Linked DNA regions of Gossypium hirsutum: regions 1 and 2 are each linked to region 3. A link is a contact called in public Hi-C data. All regions are on one chromosome and are shown on one strand. The core of a region is the stretch at or near the end of the contact, and the rest is flanking DNA. Distances in the headings are between cores, read along the strand shown. Region 1 holds the start of LOC121228162 (rop guanine nucleotide exchange factor 7). Region 2 has its middle 4.0 kb from the start of LOC107948836. Region 3 holds the start of LOC107948834 (BEL1-like homeodomain protein 9).

Region 1 (2,700 bases), core at 86-2,585, 170 kb after region 3:
AACAATTTTGCAAATCTTTCCTTCATCAACTCAATCTCTGCAACCCCATTACGAAATACATCAATAAAATAAATCAAACAAGGAAAATGAGAGACATTTTCTTATAGTAGTCATAATACCTGAAACCGTGGAACCTTGTTTCTCCAATTTCCTATCATCCATGGGGGTTTTCTTTCTATCTTCACTAAAACTACTACAGATGCTGCTGTCTTCTGTTTCCGCAATTTCCTGCCCATGCCAATCCAATGAAGGTGGTGAATATAAATCTTCCTCAGAACTACTGTGACTGTGTTCCTCCTCATGCACTGTTGTTTCTGATGTGAAAAGATCAGAACTTGAACTACTTTCACGACCCTTGTCTTCAAGTAACACAGCAAAGGTCCCCATTTGAACCCCATTTTCACCAAAGCTTTTAATCTTCTCTTCAAACCTTTCTTTCTTCTCAACCAAACCCTCCATGTCAGCTCTCTTTTCTTCAAGAACACCAGGTGAATCAGGAACAGCAGAGTTGTTAACTATTGTACCACTATAATCTAATCTCTCTAAGCAACACACATTTGGCTCTATAGCTCTGTAGCACAAGCTTTTAACAGATTTTGGAACCCAAAAGCTACTAGCTTTTAGCTTTGGTACAGGCAAACAAAGCTTGAACTGGTAATCTTCTTGTTGGGTTGAGCCTATGTGCTCTCGGTGGATGAAAGGTCCATCCATAAGGCTAAAACCATACCTGCATTAAGGCAGAATGGAAGTAAAAAAAAAAAAAAAAAAGACTCAGAAATATAATATGGGTTTTTCCTTTTCTTAATGTATGAGAGAAAAAAGTGTGAAGCTATGTGGTCTTATATTATGAAGTAAAGCTGGTAATAACTATTTGAAGAGAATCCCCAGTTTTCCTTTTTGTTATTTTTCCTAAGTTGTCATGTTCTTAAGCAGACAAGAAAAGGGCTTGACAATGTCTAGGCTTTGTTTGAAAATTAAAAGTAGGGTGGTGATGGGAGGATGTATCCATTCAAATCCATGACGTCTATCCTTTCAATTTATGTTGTTTTTAAGATCCTAATAAGATGCACACAATGCCTTTAGTTTCAAAATTTAGGAGTTCTAGAAGTTGTTTTTGGTGTAAAGGAGAAGTTGTTCTTCAAGCGCTCCACATTGTCTGTGTCATGTTTTCTTATTTGGAATCTTCTTTTCCAAACCCAAATCAAACTTTTTATCATTTCTTCTTTACTTTGAATTGTAAATGAAATTCAACAGGATGATATACATATCAACCATCACCAACTTTTATTCTTTTATTTGAATTCAATGCCAATTTTGCTTTTATAAATCACATTTCAGTTTTACTCATAAATTTATTGCTATTAATTTTTTAAATTACCTACTTTAAACATATTTTAATGGTTTAGTATGTCAGTTTTTATTTACTTTTATTGAAGTCTAATTTTCCTTTAAAAGTTAAAACTAATTTGATCATAACTTTTTCTTTTTATTTTTTTACATAATTTTCGAGAATGAATAAATAATTGACAAGTAGAGTAGATAAAATAAGTAATGAATCGAATTTCAAAGTGGGTATGTTTTATATTTAAGTAAATTATGTTAGATTGGGATTATTTTAAAAATAATGTAAAATTAAACAATTAAATAGTTGTTAATTTTTGAAGGCCCCAATGTGAAAGTGTTTAGATTATAATAAGATTATGGGAAGGGTAAAACATTTTTTTTAATTTAATTTGGAAAACGAGTAATTAAGATGTGAAAGCTATTCTTATAATTGAGAATGAAAAAGAAAAATGAAGATGTGGGTATTGTCATTTATTAATTAAGAATATTTGAGGATTTCTTTAAGTATCAAATAATTATAACTATATAAAATTAACATTTCCACTTCCTTTGATTAATGTGGTTGTTCCTTTTGGAGAGGGTTAAATGCATTAGGATTCCAATTTTTTAAACTTTCTTAGTTTGTTTGTTATGTAGGGCTGGAAACCCCTTTATTTTTATGGTTGGAATATTTTTTGGTTTTAGGAGTGTGTGATGCAGCATCCACATTTAAATGGTAGGTTTTGAAATTTGAATCCCTAAGTACTCCTCTTCTTTTCTTATCCTTTTTCAGCTTTCAAGTTTAAACCAATGTATGTATTTAAGTTGCCCCAACTTAAAACTTTTTTTTAAAATCAAGGGATATTATATTTTTTTTCCTTAAATTTTGCAACTACATTCTACTTTAGCATTTATAATTGTACTTTTTTTTTAAAAAAAAATTTACATGGTACCTCATATCTATTTTGGTTATTAAATATTATATGTAACACTTTAAAATTATACCATATCATCATCGCCTAAAAATTTATATAATTTTTTTAAAAAAAATTTAAGCGATAAATGTGACACATTCTTAAAGTGTCACATTATTAAATTTTTTTAAATATTTTTTTAGTTTAAGAATCAAATCGAATCTAATTATTAAATTTAGATACTAAAATGAATAAAAAATATAAATAATAGAGGAAATTACAAAATTCAAGAGACAAAAATTATGTTAGATTGATTATTGAATAAAAATTTTAGTCGAGTTTCAACATAGGATTGATGCTCGTATAATTGATTGCATGAAAAACAATATAATTCCTTTTACATTAATAAATTGAAAGAATGTAATAATTCACAACCGATAATTATCCAAAATAATGGGTTTTT
Region 2 (2,700 bases), core at 120-2,619, 150 kb after region 3:
AACGTAGCTTAATATTTTTTTAAAGATTTTATTTTAGTTTCTTTTTTTTTTTACATTTTTTTGTTCTCGATTTTCATGGTTTGGACCAAACTGTTATCTATGGGCCAATTTTGTTTTTGTTTTGTTTTATAAGTTAATAAAATGTCCAGCCCGATAATCTTCAAAAAAAAAAAAGATACGTACATATTAAAATTATATATTAATTTTTTGTAAATATATTTTTAAAAAAATTATTTTAAAAATAATATATATTATTAAATTTATTTTTTAAAATAATATTTTTAAAAAATATTTTATTAGTTTTTAAAATATTATATAGATTATTGCTATTTGTTTTATTTTAAATTTAAAAAAAGAAGAAGGTATTTTACATCCATTACTAAACTATTCCAAAACATCATTCTTATCTATCGAACAATAATTTATTATTCTTTATCTATTACATTAAATTAACTGAATATCGTGTCCATTTCCACTTAATAGTTATTCTATTACAATAAACCAAATATATAGTTAGAATCCTTAAATTTGAAGTTACAAAATAATGCAGGAACATTACCCCTCCTAGCAAGAAAATCGTGCAATCCAAAGAAGATATTTTTAATATGATATAGGGTTTGTTTAGTAGTGATTAAAAAAATTTACTTTTTGAAGAAAAGTTGAAATTTTTTGTTTTTCAAAAACACCTTTAAAAAGGATAAGCTAAAGCTTTTAGCTTTTCCTCTTCTAAAAGTATTTTTAGTATTTAATTACTTTTTCATCCCTCCAACAATATAATACTTTACATTCTTTCTTTTTTCCCTCGGTGTTTAATTACAAATGTGTTCAAATCATTAATTAAAAATAAAAAAATATTTTTTAAAATAATACAAATATGTTAATATCTAATTACAAATATTTAATGGTTATATTTAAATATTTAAAATATAGTTTATATATTCTAATTAAATTTTATAAATAATTAATATTTATTGCTTAAAAATATTTAAAATTTTTATTTCATATATTAAAATATTAACAACAATTTATAAAAAAAATTTATATTCTTACTAAAATATAATAATATTAATTAATTTTAATATTATTTAAATACATATTTGTTACTTGATAATATCATGTTTAATATGAACATTTTATTTTTTAAAATCACTTTTTGAGAAGAATACTAAACACTTAAATCTTGAACTAACATTTTTAAAAATACTTCTTAAAAATATTTTTTAAAAGCACTTTTCAAAAACATTATTAAACTAACCCATAATATTTTGCTACGTTCGACCCCAAGAAAATTAGGCCTAAAATAAGGTTGTCTAGTGCAAGCATGGGCGGCACATGCAAGTCAGGTTTAAAACCCTCGTCGACATGGGCACTTTGTACATCGCTTTCATGCTCTTAACGTGTTCAACTTTTGTTTTGGGTCTATTGATCTTATCTGCTGATTAAGCTTTGGAGTTTTTAGCTGCTTGTTTTTTAATTGTGCTACTCTTCTATCATTTCCAATGCCATACTTTTGCATAAGTGTTTCACTTTCATCTCACCCACATCATTTCCCCTTACAAAACACATTTATTAGTAATCATAACTTCATAATCTTATCATAACCCACACCGATTTTGAATTTGTCAAACATTGCTTTTCCTACCTCATGTTTATCTTCAAGTCATGGTTTCTTTTCTCCACTTTCCATTTCCTAAAATATTTCTTTCTATTTATTAGTTTTAGATTATAAAATTGTTCTACTCAATTTTAGTCATACTTAAATATAAGTATTATAAAAAAATTTATATTAAAAATTAGATTATATTTTGATCATTTTATTAAAAAAATGAGTAAATTAGTTCTTCTACATTAGATCAAAGAGTAATTTGGTCCTTCAATTAAAAATTTCATTCATTTTTGCTTATAAAAATTGGTCTTTGTATGTCAGTATGAGGTATATGTGGCATGCAACGTGTCACTTCTGGTTATTCTATCAACCACACTAAATTTTAACAGCAAAATCGGATGAAATTTTTAATACAAATAATTAATTTACTCTTTGATCTAATATATAGATACTAATTTACTTATTTTTCGAATAAATGAAACAAAATATAATCAAATTTCTAATTCATAATACTTTTTAGAAGTGATATAGAGAGTATAGATATGACCCAACCTCCTCTCAAAATAGATTGTTATATTATCAAAGTGTTTTTCTCCACCCTGTGATGGCATGACATAAGAATCATTCTCTTTATCACTCATCATCATTCAAGTTGAGAAACCAAATTTCATCATTGTTAATTGAACTCCAAAGTCCAAATGAAATAATCAATCTATCTAATATCGATTTGAAAATTTTATCCAAAACATTGGATAACATAACACTTTAGTTCTCTCTCTCAAATCATAACGGGAGGGGACCCTAACCGGTTCAGATTTCTCTTTACATTGTGTTATTCTATTGGTTTCTCCATTTTATTTTTTTTCTTTATATAAAAAGTTGAATGATAGTAGTTGTGTTAGTTTTCCTTTTAAAGTTGTGAGTGATGAATAAGACCCAAGTCGAGGGGCTTGGTCCAACAGGACAAAACAAAAAGATAAGCTCTTAATAGGGCGGTTAATGGATGGTTAGGACTTAGGTAAGGTCTAGTGACAATATCTTGCTCATCTTAATATCTTCTACCTATTATTTAAATGTGATGCAATAACAGAGAG
Region 3 (2,700 bases), core at 119-2,618:
GCCCGAGAGGGAGGGAGCCCCTGGAAACCTCATTCGACGTAGAAGCGCTGCCACGAATAATGCTTGGAACCACATAGCCACTGTCAGTGACCTTGTCACTATAGATAGCAGACCCGTATCTCTGTAGATTTAGCTCCAAAGGAAGATTGTTTTGGTGGGTATTATGAGAAGATAAAGAAAGAGACAAGGCCTGAGCAGTGGCACTGGACTCGTGGTTCAAGGACAAAGGTTCAGGTTTATAAACCACGACTTCACCACCACTGTTATAAGACTCGTCAAAATCTCTTATGGTTTGAAGGTTTTGCGGGGTATAAAGGAAAGGGCTGTTATTCATATCATGAATAGAGCTAGGGTTCACGGGTAAAGACGATTGTCCGTCCAAATAAGGGTGATGATGAGAAGCTGATGAAGAACCATTAACAACCCCACCAACAAAACCCATGGAATTCACACCTTTAACTCCACAAACGAGGCTACTGTTTTTACCAGAAGCCGAAGCCGAAAGCTGGTTGGCCTGGTGATGGTGAAAGTCATGGGTAGCACTAGCGTTGGCAGCGCAAGTCAACAAATCGGAGGAAAGAAGAGAAGCCTCGTACAAAGGAAGTAGACCTGAGCAGCCTGAAAGTGTAACAGCCGTCGATTCAACACAAGCTGAGTGGTTTTGTGCCACAATTCTTAGCTTATCTCTTCTGCTTTGTTGTGGGACATGGTAGGGCTCGAAACCCTCCGCCATAGCCACACAAAAACAATAAAAAAAAACTCTCTAGCTGAAACTCTAAGAGATAGACACACACAGTTTTTACTGTTTCAGTCTACAAGAAAACCCCCCAGAAAAAAAAATGAAATTTATTGAAAAGGGTACAGAAAAGAGAAACAGCAACCAAAGAGAGAAAGTAAATAGGTAGAACAAGATGACTATATCCTTGATATTGTAAGGTTTTATATTAAAAAAGGATTTGATTAGAGAAAAAACAGTGAAAAAGATAAAAGGTGTGGGTTATATTTTGTAAATGATTTAATGAAAGGTTGATCATGGCAGAGAAGAGAAAGCTGGTGCAGTTAACAACTGATTCGTTCAAGAAATACAGAAATTTTGGCCCTGGGACTTAAAAAACTTCACACATCTTTCTCCTTGGTTCTTTTTTTTTTTTTCCTTACACAAAAAGAAATGAACTCAATGTCATGTTAGCCACTCACTCTCAAACTCAAAAAACGCACACCGGCACTCGAACGGAATCTTTGTTTATTTTTTTTCTCTGTGATCTTTCTCTCTCTGACCACTTCGAACGTCTGGTGATCATAGGGTTTCGAGAGACCGGAAGATGACCGGCTATTTGCGGTAATAATTGAACTAACTGTGTTGCAGATATTTCTGACAAAGGTTGGGGGAGATGTTTTGTCGTTTTATCTATTCTTTTGGTGTTTTATGCTATGGGGTTATTCTAACCAGCAAATCAAAAAAGAAGAAAAAAAAAAGTAGCTTTTTTTATTATTATATTCTATGACTGACTATTCATATCTTTATGAAAAAAATAAAACCTATTTTATTTTATTTTATTATTTTGATTTCATAAATATGAAGATGTGAAAATTTGGTTTATTGTGTAAAAAACGATCATTGCCTCTGAGGTGATGACGCACGTGAGGAGATTGATGAATGAAAGACAGGCTGAGTTTGCCGATCTTAACACTCAATCCCATCTATCCCTCCAATGCTTTCGATTTTCGCTTTACGATGTTTTCTTTCTTCTAATCTTTATTATTTTCTCAACTTATTGTGTTTTCTTTTTCAACTTTAACAAAATATATCTTGTTTACTTAAAACCACATCCAATTCGAGTTAGATTAATGATCAATAATTTAATTAATTTCATTGATTTAAAGAGTTAAATTAAATAAATTAATAAAATATTAAAAATCGGTTCAATTATATTAATTTATATCAACTCTCAATTCAATTAATCTAAAATCTTTCTCAAAATTAGTACCCTAACAATTCTTATTTCAACCAAACGATTAACTTGATACAATTTAGATTATCATGATGTCACTCATTAATCAAATGAATCTCGATTCAATTATAAATTTACTAAAAATCATTATTTATAGAAAAATAAAAAAAATTTAGAGTTATATTCAATTATACATTTTCTTTTATGAATTCATGTTTCAAAATGAATATTTTATTTAAATTCCCACAAATAAAAGTTAAATAAACCTAACATTGAACAAGTATATATACTTTATCTTATCAATGTGTGTATATATTATTTTTCTGTTTTTAAGAGTTATATTAAGGGACTCGTAGTTGATGCTAAAGTAAGATATATGATTAACCTTTATTCCACAGGAAATTTAATGTTAGAACCTATTTTATATTTGCCTTTTTTTTTATATTATATGATTCTCTTGTCTCTATATCTGTATTTTTATATATAAAAGTTTTGCACCATATAATCGTGTAACCTGCCAAAAATCATTTTTTAAATTTCCTGGACAAAAGTAAATGAAATCATTGATGTCTTGTAGATCTTTATGTGGCATATTTACAGTTGAAGTGTTTATTTTTCTTCTAGCTATGGTTTCATATAACGAAATCATCAACTCATTAATAATTGATTAAGTTTACATCTAACATAACTTTCTAATTTGTTTTTATTTTTTAAATTCATAAGAAATTTTCGAGATTAGGTCCAAACT

What was found. A called contact is a pair of places that touch in the nucleus more often than the background predicts.
Region 1: a contact with region 3 is called in a Hi-C map of leaf, with 2.0 times the contacts expected there. The contact joins the promoter of LOC121228162 here to the promoter of LOC107948834 in region 3. A contact is called at or near these places in 4 of 34 Hi-C or Micro-C datasets (all in leaf).
Region 2: a Hi-C map of leaf shows a contact between it and region 3, with 2.3 times the contacts expected there. The contact joins the enhancer-like site here to the promoter of LOC107948834 in region 3. A contact is called at or near these places in 5 of 34 Hi-C or Micro-C datasets (anther, leaf and seedling).

What each region holds. Positions count from the first base shown.
Region 1 is chrA04:74,837,737-74,840,436 of Gossypium_hirsutum_v2.1, forward strand. LOC121228162 (rop guanine nucleotide exchange factor 7) reads right to left here and starts at 1,336. Exons shown (of 7, transcript XM_041111376.1): 1 at 120-1,336; 2 at 1-37. The coding sequence starts at 711. It also overlaps the pseudogene LOC107948841.
Region 2 is chrA04:74,818,237-74,820,936 of Gossypium_hirsutum_v2.1, forward strand. No RefSeq gene overlaps it. Among protein-coding and RNA genes, the nearest start is that of LOC107948836, 4.0 kb to the left of the region's middle. Within about 2 kb of position 1,370, at least 2 of the 9 cell types and tissues checked have an H3K27ac peak or open chromatin away from gene starts, as enhancers often do. A contact at or near this core is called in leaf, where this site is marked.
Region 3 is chrA04:74,671,134-74,673,833 of Gossypium_hirsutum_v2.1, forward strand. LOC107948834 (BEL1-like homeodomain protein 9) reads right to left here and starts at 1,369. Exons shown (of 4, transcript XM_016883487.2): 1 at 1-1,369. The coding sequence starts at 733.